Regions from separate parts of the Gasterosteus aculeatus genome. Here region 2 is linked to region 1. The links are chromatin contacts, called in public Hi-C maps. All regions are on one chromosome and are shown on one strand. The core of a region is the stretch at or near the end of the contact, and the rest is flanking DNA. Distances in the headings are between cores, read along the strand shown.

What was found. Hi-C and Micro-C count contacts between places; a contact is called where the count stands out from the background.
Region 2: a contact with region 1 is called in a Hi-C map of skeletal muscle, with 2.2 times the contacts expected there. The contact joins the promoter of nova2 here to the enhancer-like site in region 1. A contact is called at or near these places in 2 of 6 Hi-C or Micro-C datasets (both in skeletal muscle).

Annotation. Positions count from the first base shown.
Region 1 is chr1:17,233,333-17,236,355 of fGasAcu3.hap1.1, forward strand. It overlaps nova2 (NOVA alternative splicing regulator 2), which reads right to left. Exons shown (of 4, transcript XM_078080237.1): 4 at 419-3,023. The coding sequence ends at 2,296. Among protein-coding and RNA genes, the nearest start is that of LOC144388762, 39 kb to the left of the region's middle. Within about 2 kb of position 1,404, at least 1 of the 9 cell types and tissues checked has open chromatin away from gene starts, as enhancers often do.
Region 2 is chr1:17,291,594-17,294,616 of fGasAcu3.hap1.1, forward strand. nova2 (NOVA alternative splicing regulator 2) reads right to left here and starts at 1,631. Exons shown (of 4, transcript XM_078080237.1): 1 at 1,508-1,631. The coding sequence starts at 1,529.

The sequences.
Region 1 (3,023 bases), core at 154-2,653:
CAGAGAGAACCGCTCCCTCGCTTCACAGTGCATTAAGACAAAAATTCAGTGTACTCCGATTGTAAAAAATCAAATAATCACACGGAACGAAAAAAAAAAAGAAAGATTAAAACAATCAAAAAACAGACAGCATCTTCAGCAGCCTCCTGGGTCTACAGTGGGCAGTGCACCTGTTGCCGTGGGTGGCCTGCTGTTTGCCAGAGGTGGAAAAGAGCTCAACTCCCTGGATGTGTGTTGGAAATCTCACTGTCTGCCCTTCACCTCATCGGCAGTTGGACGGTTGTTTGATATTGGAAAAGATCAGTGAGGCTGTTTATGTCCTTTACTGATATTTATGCAGTCCTAAAATAGCAAATCTACTCGCGAGGTCTGCAGATCGGAGCAGTGGGCCACGCACAAACAACGTCGCGTTTCAGTGTTTCCTTCTCAATGTTTGCATTTATTTTCAGTAGTATAAGTACATTTTGAGTCGTAAGTGGTCTTGCTTTCAGTCTGTGGTTTTGGGCTCATCTAAATGGTTTTGGGGAGCACTACAGGTTTCTGTAACATTAGAAACTAAACTGTAACAGGACAGTTTGCTTACAGGGACGGGAGCTAAGTCAGATGACCCAGATGTTTTAGGGTTAATAAAGCCGTGAATGTAGACGCTGCACTGCAGCTTGTGGTGTAATCAGTTTACGGCCTTTTCCTAATCTAAAGGTTGTACTTCATAATATATCGCAAATTCCCTTTTTTAGCACTAAATATGGCATCATAGTGTTTTGCTTAAGTGTATGTTTGTGGGTTCCCTGTTCTGCTCTTTGACTGGAAATCCTTTACTGTAATGATATTAGAGCCTGGGGTGGCTTACTGGACTTAAATAAGACATATATTACACTATGTAACATTACTATTCATCTTCAATCCACTTAAATTAAAAAAAATATTCAAATCAAAAATAGTCTCATTTACATTCATGTCAACCTGAATTCACAGATAATAAAAAAGAAAAAGAAAGAAAAACAACAACTTAGCGTTTTTTAAAAAGGTGATCTCATTAATAAATAATGACAATGGCGATGATTCCCAATAAATCATGACAATCTTGTTAACATAATTATCACGGCAGACTGCAAAGTAATGCCGTGGATCCCGTGTGATTGCCGCTGCTTGCACAGTATCACTCTCGTCGGTTTCGCACTACGTGAGGTCATCAGCGTGCGCCTCGGCATTCTATCTAAACCACTAGGGCTGTGTAAGGTGTGTGTTTGTGTGTGTGTGTGTGTGTGTGTGTAGGGGGGGGGGGGGGGCGCTACGCACTGTAAGGGCCCCAACGCGCTGCACTGCTTGTGGAATACATCACAGGGTGCACAGGGGGTGGTGTGCCAATGAAGAAACGGCCAGCTGCCCCTCTGTCCCACACCCTTCCCCGATTTCACTCCCCCACTTCCTTCTGAGGGGAGGGTGGAGGAGGTGAGATCATAGACGGGGGAGCTGTTTAAGAGGGGTCGGATTTGAGGAAGTTTCTTCCCTCGCACACCAGGCTTAAGTTTGCAGTCTTGCTCATTATCAAACCCTTGTAAAAGGGGAGCGGGGCGGGGTGAGGGGGGGTTCGTGGGAGAAAAAGAGAGGGCAGGACGGTGGGCCAGTAGTGTGAGATGCTTTGGGAGGGGGGCGGGTAAGGGGCAAATAAAAACTAGAAGAGGAACAAAAACCGGACGGAAGGGGGAGGGGTGTGGGCCGCAGGGGGAGGGAGGGGTTAAGGTTGTTTCCATAAGGGATTTAGGGTTGGGCGTGCGGGGGAGGAGGGTTGTACCCTGTAAATGCGAACCCCCCCCCTGACACCCTTCCTTCCCTCCCCCCGCTTCTTGTAGCCTCTCAGGCTGTCGGCCTGTCTACATGGCATTCAACTTTGTCCACACAATACACAAACGAACGAACAGACAGCTTAATTTACTAATCCAAACAATAAAACCATGAAACAAAACAATAAAAAATCCTGAAAGGTCAAGACGTTAAGTAATAAAACCATATTTACACGTTACACAATTTTTTTCTTGGTTTTTCAGCGTGATAACTCGCTCCTCTCCCTCCTCGTCTTCTCAGCACATTTTTGCTTTGCGTCAAAAATTATTTTTTTTAATAGAGAATACTGAAAACACGCAGAAGAAAACAGCGCGGACGATTCCTTCTGACATTCTTGCTCTCCTCTCCTTTTTCCGTTCTCCCTCTCACTTCTTTTTACACTCCTCCCCCAAGCCCCCACTCTTTTTTTTCTCTCCTCTTTTCCTCCTCGTTTCTCATTGGCTGTCGGGTTTAGCCCACCTTCTGTGGGTTGGTGGCACGTACCCCCTGCTCGTAGGTGATTCGCTGGCTTATCAGGTACTGTGCGGCCTGCGTGGCGGCCTGGGAACCCGTGATGGTCACCTTCCTGTTCCGAGTTCCCGGGATGAACTCGCCTTTCTTGGAGATCTGGATTCTGGCGCCGGTCAGCTCCTGGTACTCCACTAACGTCTTTCCTCCTTTCCCCAAGATGGCTCCAACCAGGTTTTCCGGCACAGCGATCTCGACCACTTCCTTCGCTCCTTCTCCCAGCTTCTCTGTGGCCAGGAGAGATTGCGCCACCAGGGGCGACGCAGCGCTTAAGTAGCCATTGGTGGCCCCCGTTGCTGCGGCCAGGGATCCAAGGGTGAAGCCTCCGAGACCGGGCACCGGGTGACCTCCGCTACCGGATGCGTCGCTGGCATAGGATGCTAACAAGTTAGCCGCGGCGGCCGCTGCGGGATTAGCATTAGCCGCTACCGCTGCTAGCACCCCCGAGGCTGCAGCGGGATTCAGCCCGAGGCCGAGGGAGTTGGTGTTGTAGCCGTAGCTGGCCAGGGTGTTGAGGGCGGAGGTTATGGTCAGAAGGTCGTTGCCTGAGAAGCTGGACATGGTGGTTGGGAAGGCCCCCACCCCGGCCAGGCTGGCCTGGCCGAGCAGGGAGGAGGCTGTCGCTGCCGCGGCGGCCGCCGCGGATGGCATGACCTCGGTCGAGTTGGCGT
Region 2 (3,023 bases), core at 381-2,880, 58 kb after region 1:
AATCCGATATTATAATTTCTTTCTTCTTATCGTGTCCTGGCTCCGATCATGAAGACACCCAGGGGTGACGGGTCTGCGTGGAGAGGGTCCGGAGGAACACACGCACACGCGCACGCAGAGAGAGAGAGAGAGGGGGAGAGAGAGAGAGTGTAGAAAGAGACGGTGTGTCTGTTTTTTTCCTGCTCGTTCTCTCGGCGAAGATGCTGCAGTCTTTGCATTCAGAGCATCCCTTCTCTGACTGGCTGCTAGAGGGAGCGCAGGGGAGCCACTGACGTCACAGGGCCTTGCGATGCCTTCAAGGACATCCCGTAAAATTGGTTTTTATTCTTCTCGTGACGTGTGTGTAAAAGTGCGACTTGTCTGTGTGTTGAAGTGCGTGTGCGGGCGGCGGGCAGGCAGGGGCAACCCGTGAAACCATCTTATAAAAAGTGAATTGTCTATTTTGTGTGTTTGTTTTTTTTGTTCATGAGACGAAGCTATGATATAGTTAAAATACATTTGTTTGTGAAATGCTGATGAAATGAACATACATCACAACAGTGGTCTTTAACATTCTGCACTCTTTACTGTAAAAACACAACAAAGTAAATAACATGTAGACGAGTCTCCTCTGGGTCCATCAAATAAACATCAGCTCAAATCAAACATTAAAACCCGCTCATGCGAACCAAAACCATTGGCCTCGAAAAGTATACAGAAGTCTAATGGAAGCACAATAAAGAGAAGAGAGTCTCCGCTCAAACACACACACAACACCCACTCACATCACCCTAAAGAAGCCTCCAAACTTTTTGATTGCCACATTTCCCACGTCCCGCGAAGGGGTCGTGAGGGAGAGAGAGAGAGAGAGCGCGAGCGAAAGTGGAGGGAGAGTGGGGGCGCCTTCAGTCGCGACACGATTGGCCGAGTGTGCGTTTCTCCGGCTGAACGACAGGGACACAGATACACAGAGAGGATGCGGCGGTGGGTCCTTTATTTATTTATCTTTGTTTATTTGACTCCGCTACAGTCGCGGCAAAAGCAATTGCGGTTGAAGGGTGGGGGCCCGCGAGGCCCCTCTGCGGCGGTTTGGAGGTCTGCGAGCCGGCCGGAGGAGCCTCCAAGTCACCTGCACATCAGCTCGCCCACATTTTTATTTGTGTTCTTTTTCTCTTCCTGGCTTTAGTTTTACACTGAAAATCAACATGTGAAATAAACTGGTGACGTTTAACGATTGGTTTTTTTTTTCATGGAGTTGAAAATTAGCAGCTTAAAAAAAAAATACTACATGACCCTTAGGCCGGCCGTGACTGCAGGCCTGCTCATCCTCTACACCCCCCCCCCCCCCACCCCCTCCCCTCCCCCGTCCAACCCCCCTCCCACAAAAGAACATGTTTGGTTGTGCATTAGCACCCTGCAGTTCTGACACTGAAGGAAAAGGAGAAGGAAAAAAAAAGAGCCCTTTATGAGGACGCACGAAAGCCTCTTTGAGCGGCTCACCTGTCCCCTCGGCTGCTGCGTGACCCACCTGTGTGCGCTGTGCCTGACATCTCTGCGTTCAGCTCCGCCCGGATGTGAAGAGGGATCCTCCAGCACTGTGCGAGCTGTCTGAGAGAGAGCTATGCCCTCCTCAGTCTCCCTCTCTCTCTCCCATTCTCTCTCTCTCTTTCTCACACACACAGACTCGCGCGCTCTGAGAGGCACACGCAAATACCTCTCTCTCCCTCTCTCCCTCTCCCTCTCCCTCCCTCTCTCTCTCTCTCCCTCTGTCCAGTGGCGTATACAGATGCGGTGCGCCCTCGTCGCCTCCTGTGGATCGTCGTCAAGGTGACATTGTGCTGCCTGCATGTGCACACACACACACACACACACACACACACACACACACGCACACACAGAGCAGCTCTTCTCACACTATTTCACATCGCCATGAGAAAATGCACCGGTGAGCCAGTCGTCTCCCTGCTCTGGAAATACGTGGCAAATGGGAGGCAGATGAATCCCAGGGCAGCAGTCAGAGACAGATTGTGCACCACAAATAGCCGAGTATACTCAAGGGTAGGACAAAAGGCCTGCGCCGGATCCGTAATGGTGCGAGCCACACGCTGCCCGGCCTGCGGAGTGCTGAGCGCACTTCGTTATACGTGTATGTAAAGTAACTTAAACAGTTTGGAGCAGGAGCAAAGAAAATGGTCGAGAGGCCCCCGTTGTGAGGCTCCCGACACCATCAGGGTGTCCAGTCTGAGCCGGTGCTGCAACATATGGAAAAACTGAAGCAGTCCAACAAGCAGTAAAGCGCGCAGACCAGCAGCATTCTTGAGTTTTTATTGGGCTGTGGCTCCATGAGCACATGTTAGGGAGATGGTTTCCAGAGAGTTTTTTAGTTCTGCAAGCTCCTGTCTGGCTTCGGACGTTGACCCCCAAAACCCTTTCGAGCAGTCGCCGAACGTTATTCTGAACCCCGCAATTTGAAAAATAAAGCCAATTCGCAGCAATGACTTTTGTCACCCCCAAACACATAGTCATAAGGAGCAAGTCATAAGGAGCAAGTCATCTGAGCGCAAAAGCTTCGATTCAGCCAACAGTACTCTCATGGAATCATGTAAGGAAAAGAGGATGTTTCTTTTCCATTCGTTGGCTCCTCTGTTTGAGATTCCCAACTGAGACTGAAAAAATGTTCGGTAGTGAATCAAAAGCCCAATGTGAAGAAGAGGCCGAGAAGCGAGCCAGCTGGAGCTTCATACCCCACAAAGCTGAAGCTCTTATAAAGTGAGTTCTCTCTCAGAACAACGTCATCCTCATCTCACACCTGTTTTCCTGCAGGGTTCAGTTTGCCGGGTGTTCTTCCACACTGGGTCAAGGCCGATAGCAGCAAAATGGATATTCAGGATGCAAAATCTGCTAGAGCGTTTGCGCACGGCGGTACTCTGCTGAGCCCTGCTGGTGCGACGCTAGAAGAGCAGCACACGGTCTTTTACCCCGTTTATTTCTTTTCTGGTTCATTCCTTTGAATTTCACTCATTTTCTTTGTTAAACAAAAAAGG